Linked DNA regions of Gossypium hirsutum: region 2 is linked to region 1. Evidence: chromatin contacts called from public Hi-C data. All regions are on one chromosome and are shown on one strand. Each heading gives the region's core, a stretch centred on a gene start, on an enhancer-like site or on the middle of the called end of the contact. The rest is flanking DNA. Distances are from core to core; before and after follow the strand shown. Region 1 has its middle 4.8 kb from the start of LOC107944934. Region 2 holds the start of LOC107896404 (putative vacuolar protein sorting-associated protein 13F).

Evidence for each region. A called contact is a pair of places that touch in the nucleus more often than the background predicts.
Region 2: a contact with region 1 is called in a Hi-C map of leaf, with 2.5 times the contacts expected there. The contact joins the promoter of LOC107896404 here to the enhancer-like site in region 1. A contact is called at or near these places in 3 of 34 Hi-C or Micro-C datasets (callus and leaf).

What each region holds. Positions count from the first base shown.
Region 1 is chrA10:101,900,437-101,905,021 of Gossypium_hirsutum_v2.1, forward strand. No RefSeq gene overlaps it. Among protein-coding and RNA genes, the nearest start is that of LOC107944934, 4.8 kb to the left of the region's middle. Within about 2 kb of position 1,400, at least 3 of the 9 cell types and tissues checked have an H3K27ac peak or open chromatin away from gene starts, as enhancers often do. A contact at or near this core is called in leaf, where this site is marked.
Region 2 is chrA10:101,982,759-101,987,003 of Gossypium_hirsutum_v2.1, forward strand. It overlaps LOC107896404 (putative vacuolar protein sorting-associated protein 13F), which reads right to left and starts at 2,364. Exons shown (of 5, transcript XM_016821569.2): 1 at 1,964-2,364; 2 at 1,621-1,675; 3 at 1,462-1,518; 4 at 765-842; 5 at 1-618. The coding sequence starts at 2,221. The coding sequence ends at 122. LOC107896403 reads right to left here. Exons shown (of 10, transcript XM_041079148.1): 8 at 4,191-4,245; 9 at 3,895-3,966; 10 at 2,944-3,529. The coding sequence ends at 3,209.

The DNA of each region.
Region 1 (4,585 bases), core at 150-2,649:
TTTATTACTTTTAATATTTTTCTTTTTATTTTAGAATAATTAAATTATTTATTTCACTAATGATATTTTAGCACATTAAATATGTATTGCAGTTTAAAAATATTAAAGTAGGTTATATATTATTTTTATAATATTATATATTTTTTAATTCATATTATAATAATTATTAAATTATATATTATTTTATTAAATTATATTTAATAATAATTATGTTAAAATATGATTAAATTATTTATTATTTTTATTAAAATATATATTTTTAAAATATTATTAAAATATATTTAATAAAAATGTTATTAAAGTTTAATAATAATAACAATAATTATCTATCTAAAAAATTCTGTTAAGGGCACTTTGGTCATTTAAACATTATTCTTTATGTTATTATAATATCTATTCTATTCAATCAAATACATGAATATTATTACGATTCTATTTCATTTTATTCTGTTGAACTAAACAATTAAAATTACTCATTACAATTTTATTCAACTACAGCCTTTATTTTATTAGATGAAACCAAACGTACTGTGACTTTGAGAATCTGTTACACCAACCCGTGTTAGCAAAGCTTTTATTAAGACGTAGTTCCATCTTGTGACTTCCTTCTTGATTATTGCACCGTGTATATTTATAACCATTAAAGCCCATATATATAGTGTAACCCACACTCGTTAATTGAAAAGCTCTCATTTGTGCTTCTGGTCTATGGAAACCCCCACCCCCTCTCATGGCCATACAGAATCACATCAAAGTTGAGCATTTTAAAAAAAAATTGTGGGCTACATTTTTACTAGAATAATTAAAGGTATTAACTATTTTAATTAATTAAGATATTATGTAAAAGAATTAAATTATATCAAATTAAGGGACACATACTAAATTTAAATCTAAACATAGTAAAGAGACTATAATCATAATTTAATCTTTAAAAAATCTGTACTTAACACAATCATTAGTCAATTTATTTAATAAAAGAGTAATTATTTTGCACATAAATGAAGGAAAATTTTAACTCCACAACTGGATTAAGATTTTACTACATGACCTATTGATATTCTTATAAAAAATATTTTTAATTAATTTAATTGAAATGAATGATTATATATTTTCCAAAAGTGAATTAGGGATAACGAACTAATATTTACTAAAAATTAAAAATTATATATATTACAAGTAATAAGTATGTTTGAATGAAAATTATTCAAAATTATAAAAATTATATATGTATATTAATTACTTTTAGTTCACATCATTTATTTTTTATAAAATTTTAAGGAAAAAAAAATTAAAAAGGTTTCCCAAGCGAATCTAGGGAAATGATACTAGTAGATGGCCCTGAAGGCCTTCCTCGTGACACGCGTCCAACCACCTCTTATTCATTTTTTCTTTTTTTGCCATTAATTATATGGTAAATTTTCAATATTGGTCCCTCTTCTATATAAAAGGAAGGCCTACGCGTCCAACCCCTCTCATTCATTTTTTTTTTGCCATTACAGTTATAGTGGTAAAATTTCACTATCGGTCCCTCTATTATAATAACATTTGAGATTTAGTTTTTATATTTTAATCTTACATAACTTGGCTCTCAAACTTTACAATAGTATTAGTCGAAATAATTAATATTATTTCAATTAAGTCCAAATAATTAATATTATTTCAATTAAATTTTTTATGTTGATTTTTTAAAAAATTTTGTTCTAATAAAATTTGTTTTAACATAGTGAATTGGAACAAGGGTTATTAAAAAAATTCACGCCGGCTACTCAAAATATCAAAGGTGCTAAATATTTGGACTAACTAATGGCACAATTTTATTTTTAATCATTATATTATAATGGTAAGTTTCAAGTTTCAAGTTTAGTCATTATATTTTAATTTTACATAATTTCATCATCTATTTTTATGATACCATTAGTTTGTCCAAATAATTAAAATCCTTAATATTATGTTGATCAAATTCTATAAATTGTCTTTATATTATGTGTTCTTAGTAGAGAGGTTGAAGTTAGGATTTTTTTATTATGAGGAAAAAGATAAAATATAAATTGTTGGGGATTACATCAGGAATTTTATGTTAAAAATATTTAAATTGTATTTAATGCTTGAGTAAATGTTTTCAAAGGCTCAAATTTTTATTTAGCTGCTCCAAATGGCTAGAAATAAAAAAAGAAAAGAAAAGAAAAAGAAAATAGAGTATAAATAGAGTTTAAGAATATCAAGAAAAAGACAAGAAACAAAGTTTACAAAGCTTAATGTGGAAAAATCCAATCTTTCACTTGGAGTACTCATATCTCTATTTCACATGCATGGAGTTTTATTTTTTTTCATCATTTCAAGAGTTGTAATTCACTTGAGTGGACTTAATTATTGTATAGAAAGGTTTTTATGAGTGGTAACTTTAAGGTTTTGGGTAGAAAACTTTAAATGGAAATCATTTTATTTTGTTTACTATTTTTAGGAAGCATAATCAACGTACAAATTGTTTAGCTAAGTTAACCTTTACAAAAAAAGGACCTACAATTATTTGAAATCCCTCTTAAGGAAGTCTTAGAATTTTTTGAAGCAGACAAGGAAAGAGGTGTTTTTATGGCTCAGTCAATTTCTATGTATGATTGTGTTTTATTCACAAAATGAAAAAAAAAATAGTGTTGTAAAAGTTAAATATTGTATTTAAAATTTTTCAAATTAGTAAATTTGAAAAATCTTTAATTGTAAACAGTTAAGGTAATACATATAGGCAATTAGAGTCGAATCACTTTAAAATTTTTAAATTAATTTTTATTTGTCAATCTTTATTACAAAGTTTTTAATCATCAATTCATCCCTTTTGTAGCATTTGAGCTTTACATTACTCTTATTTGGATATTATATTTTTACATAGGAGGAAACGAAGAGGGAATAGATAATCCCTCGATTTCCCTTTTCTTTTTAATACCCTATTTGTTCAAAGTGAGAGAAGAAGAAATCTAATAATATTTTAGTTTTAAAATTTTATTTTTATCTTTTTTTATTTAAAAAGTTATTTAATATAGATGGTAGAGTTTGTAAATTTCACAAGTAATGTTAGAGAGTTGACAAATATTTTTTAAGAGTATATTGAATTATTAAAAAAAGAGACTTGTCAATTTTTTAAGAATATTTATAAAATACAAAAAATACACTGAAATTTCTATCCTTTTTAATAGCTTCTTACTTCGCTATAAATGACTCTAATCCTTTTTTTTTTTTTCTAAATTATCATTTCTTTTACTTTTTTATATTATTGTAACTCTTAAAAATATTAAGACCTTTTTTTGCTTTTTATTTTTTTATCAAAATAAGACTATCAAAATTATTTTCTACATTTTTAATTATTAGGACTCTATTTTTTTTAAAAAAAATGTATCAAATTAAATTATATTTTTTTAAGTTAACAATAGGAATTATTATTTATGATTTTTAATTATTAGGACACTATTTTTTAAAATTTGTATCAATTTTTTTTTGGTATTTTCTATGTCTGTTTTACAATTATATTCCAGGTTCATAACTGCCTCTCTCAATCACATCATTTCCAAAATTCAATCATGCATTCTCTCTTTAAAGTATAATGTGTTTTATCATTACACTCAACACTTGTTGATTAATTTATATTTTTTATTAACATTGGAAATTTTTTATAATTTTTAAATTATTTAATTATTCTATGTTATTTAAATAAATTGATAATTAAAATTTTATTTAAGCAAATCATTTACTTTCTTTTACCAATCCTAACTAAACAAAAGAAAAAAGTTAAAATTCATTTATTTTTCATTTCTATTATTGTTTTAACCGTGAAAGAAATAAAGAAATATTTCCTTACTATTCTTTGATCTTCCCTCTCTTTCTTTCTTTTTTATTTATTAATTATCCAAACATAAGACATAGGTGACGTGGGATGATGAAACAAGGTTGATTCCCTCCCAATATTCTATCTCCACTTAGGGTGTGTAAATTTTGCGTAAAATTGAATTAATTCGGTTAACTAATTAAATTTCGGTTAATCGGTTAATTAATCGAATTACTTCGATCGGAGGTCGGTTAATAATTTTTTGAAAGCTCTGTTAATGGTTAATTCGGTTAGAAATCGGTCAGTTAAACAAGTTAACTGAATTTAATAAATAATATTATAATATATAAGTATTCGGTTCGTTCAATTAATTTTTTGAAAATATAAATTAATCGGCCTGTTAAATCAGTTAATTTTGTATCTGTTTTATACTTGTTTTAATAAAAAATAAAATATATATATAAATTTCGGTTAATTCGGTTAACCGACCAAATTAACTCAAAAAGTTCGGTTCAATTAATTTTTTTGAAAAAATTTCAATTTGGTTAACAGTTAAGAGTCTAAAAGGGTCGGTTAATTCGGTTAATGTTAGTTTAGGTCGGTTAACCGATTGAACACCCCTATCTCCACTCATAATATTTGGTATATGACGTAATTTTTCTTTATTATATGATTAAAAGTACATGTAATATAAACATTATTCATTTTTTATTTCCTAAAAAATAATCTTTCTACAAATATTTCTCTTTAAAAAAAATTAAAACTTTGTGA
Region 2 (4,245 bases), core at 1,114-3,613, 83 kb after region 1:
TAATTTCTTCATTTAACACTAAAAATAGTCATGAAATTTCATAAACATACAAACCTTCCAAGAACACCTGCTCTCACCTCTCAAAACTGAATACTAAGAGAGATTTAAGAAGAATGTTTACCTATTTAGAAACTTTTTGAGCTTTAAGATTTCTTCTACCTTTATTCCCGACACTACCTGATTTGTGATTTGATTCTTCTATGTAATCATCATCTCCAGCAACAATACCATCTTCAAAGATATCCACATCATCTTCTCCATCCCAATCCTCCTCCTCCAGCTCTTCATCATCATCAACTTCATATACATCATCACCATCATCATAATCTTCATCATCTTCGACTTCAGCTTCATCATCACCACCTGCACGAACAGTGTGCCACTCAGGTGGAGGTGGACAATCCTCGGTGATTGCCTCGTCTCTTTTTATCACCAGATGCCGAATGACTCTTTCATCTTGGTCTAACATAGTCTTAAACTCATTAATCCATCTAGCTTCCAACTCAAAGTTCATCAAGATGTAGTGGGCATTCTTAGCTTTCTTTATCTTGTATGCTAGTCTCCGAAGACCCCAATCATTCAATCTCCATAACCTGCCTTTCTTATCCCTCAAGAAATCTGCAGATATAATATAAGAAATTTACACCAGGTTACCTTGAACTTTCTCATTGATTCTTTCAAAAGAATATGTTGGGAATTCAATAAAAGGATACTAATAGCCCAAAATGAAAAGAACAATAAGCATACAATTTACACCAAGTTACCTTGGACTTTCTCATTGACACTTTCAACCTCTTCATCATGCTTCTCATGAACTAAATAAACAACCTCGTAGTGCCGCACTGTAAAAACAAGGAGAACAATGAATCATAACAAAGTGACCAGATGTCAAACAACATTGAAAAAAGAATATCCACGTTGTCTATACAATGATAAAAGGTTTGCTTCTCCATATTTGACAGAAATCAGAACCCCAAAATGCAACTTTGATATTACAAAGGCTAATAAAACCATGAGTTTCCCTGAATTATTCAACTCCCATTTTAAGATATTCATCTTCCATTTCCTTGGAAGGCTGCCAAGATGTTGATATCTTTGGCTTCATATTCAGGAGTTCAATAAATCAATTTATACTTTCTAAAATCAGCTTTGAATCCAACACTTGCTGAAGTCTTTGTTAGTAGTGACATAAGTTCATCCTACAATTCATGAATCAAGAATTCTTGCAACAACATGGTCTGCTCAGACAACTATGAGGAGTCAATTAAACCATTTCGAAGATATTTTTCACTTTTTAAAAGGCAAGAAGCAGAGAAAAGAGTATAATTGTGAAAACCAAATAAAAAGCTTGATGACTATGATAGAATAATAATTTTTTCAAGAAAACAACCATAAATTTCTTTATGTTTAATCCTATCATACTAGCAGAAACTACAAAGTAACTACGAGAAGTGGGCTTACTGCGTTCCAAGTTCAATGCGCTTTGCAGCTCAAGGTTGAGAGATTCATACAATTCTTCTGCAAATTTACAAAAAATTTTAATGAGTACAACGCGGCTATATTTATTCATCTGAAATATAAAAGCAGGTTATACAAACTTAATGACCACAATTGACTTACGTTCTTCTTCGTCAGCAAATTCTGGGAGAAGTCTACCATCTTCCTGAACTTTCTTCTGCAATTCAAAGAGAAAACCCACACCTCAAATTCCATGAAAAAAAAAAGATTAAGGAGCTAAAATTTCTCAAATGGAACACAAAAACAGTACGTGAAACAGTGGCAGTTCACAATAAGAAAGCCTTGGCCTTTTCTTTTTACTAAGCAAAAAAAAAGGGGAAAAAACTCTTATCTTTACTAGACATAGATATATAACCCAATTGATATTGCAGAGTTATAATAACACAAATAAAGAAAACATAAAAAGGAGAAAAAAAAGGAACATGGGTTTATGCAGAAAAGAGACCTCTTTGAGAAGAACAGCTTCAGGGAAGAACCCAGTGGTCTCATCTGGTTTGGGGATGAAACTGTGACTGTCTTGCTTAATATCATTGTTTTTGTTCTTCTTTGCCTCCACAATTAAAAGCTTTCTACGACCAAGGCAAGAGTTTTGTTGCGGGAATATGGAGAAAGAGTGTTGGTTTCCGAAGAACCCACATTTTATTTGAAGTTTGGGTTGGGTGGGAGCAACAATTTTCGTAGAAGAGTGTAGGAGTGACTCCATTGCAGGAACTTGAAGGAGTTGCAGAGTCTAATAACATATATCTCTTTAATATCTGGAGTTACGGATAAAAAAGATAGAATTGAGCCATTTATGGGTGCTTCTAATCCATGGGTTGAGTCTGCCACCCAACACCCACATCGTAAAGCCCATTTATGCGACGTGTGAATTTCACTTTTTAAATCACATAGTTCGCAGTAGGTAAAATTCGATTATTAGCCCTACGTTATAGATTTAGATTTTATACTTTAATTTTAAAGTAACAGCTAACAGTAGCTGATAAACCCTTTGTTATATCAAATTCTACTATCAATCTTGTTATATCTTGTACACATGAAATCTTTTTGTGATTATGTCAAAATATCAAACTAACATAACATTTAAAAATATATTTATTACTTAAAATTTTTAAAAATAGTAAAATTTAATTTAATAACTTTAAAATATCAAAACTAAAAATGAACAAATCAAAATAAAGAGAAAAAAATAAAATTTGCATTGTACAAGAACTAATACGAGTATTTATCCTCAGAAAATACAATATCCTTTCAACTTCCATTTCAGTAAAGGAAAAGGGAAATTGTCCTGAATTATAATTCTACCATCTTGTATGGCAATTGAGAGTATCGTCAGGCATTTCTTCAAATGAAAAAAAAAATTGAACTAGAAATTCAGTTGACGCTTTGATCAGGATACTGACAACAAAATGAAATGAAGAATGTGTAAGAAGAGAACTGCAAATTTTTTTAGTAATACTATAACCGGGAAGATTAACCTCCAGGTTCTGCAATCTATTTCATATTTGGTATGATGCTCCATATCTAATTATTTGAAGGAAGATGATAGTAAATGCTATACAAAATCTGCATGAAATATGCCTCAAGGCCCGAGAACAAGTTAAACATGGATTCAAGTTTTCTGGATGTTTATGGCCAAAAATTGCTTTCTCTCTCGACAATCCGGGCCTACACAAATCATGATGACTGCAGCTTACCATTGTTTCTTACCCTTTTTCTTTCTCTTGCTTCCACTACCGCTGCTGCTGCTCTTCGAGCTGCTTTCTGCTTTCGTAGATGGATTTTCAGCAGAGGTGCTGCTACCGTTAAAGTTGTCAAACATGCCTCCTTGTACTGCATTCTGTAACCACGCTAAGAATTCTTCTTCGGTCATCGTTTCTTCCAGATTAGGAGGAGTTGGCATTGTGCCACCTCTCTGTCCTGAACTTGATCCCTTGCCAGTAGCATGCTTGGATGTCACACTAGTGTTCACATGAAAACTTGGCTTATGTGTGTTAGGTGGACATCTCATTCCCTGCAACATAATCCAGCAGTATTAAGTGTAGACATGATTCATATCAAAAGACTAATACAGTCACATACGCGACGGAGATGGATGTCAAAGTGGGTACAACTTGTGAAAATTCCATGTGAAACCCATTTAGCATCCTATTCAACTCCAGATATCTTCATATTAACAGTTTCCCACAGGTATTTTTTGGTCGAAGACAAACTTCTTACTAACAACCAAAGATCGCCTTAAACTTTTTTAGGTAACCAGAAAAAGAGCAGTAGCTCCTGTTAATCTTTTGAATAAATGCTTCAAACCTCCTTAGAAATGTATCCATGATGGGTGGCAGATTAACATGATAACAAATACCAAGTGAAAGTTGACTTTACCTGACAAATATACCATTCAGTAGCATCGTATATCTTGCTATCAGCACAGACATAGGCAGAGGGAGCTTCCACCTAGACCGACAATCAATTAACTTTATGTAAAAAAAAAGTAGAAACAGATCTTAAGAATATCAACTCAAACAAGACTTGACCCTCAACTAACTGGGGTCAATACTTCTAAAAGCAATCCCTATAACTGTTTCTTTTTCAAGAGATTGTATTATCACTTGTGTCAAATCAAAGATATTGAAAAATGGAATAGTATCTGCATGTAATGAGAAGTGGACAGTGCATACCTTAAGCAAAAATCCGAAAAATAAGGGCTCCGACGATTGTTCAACCCATCCATCA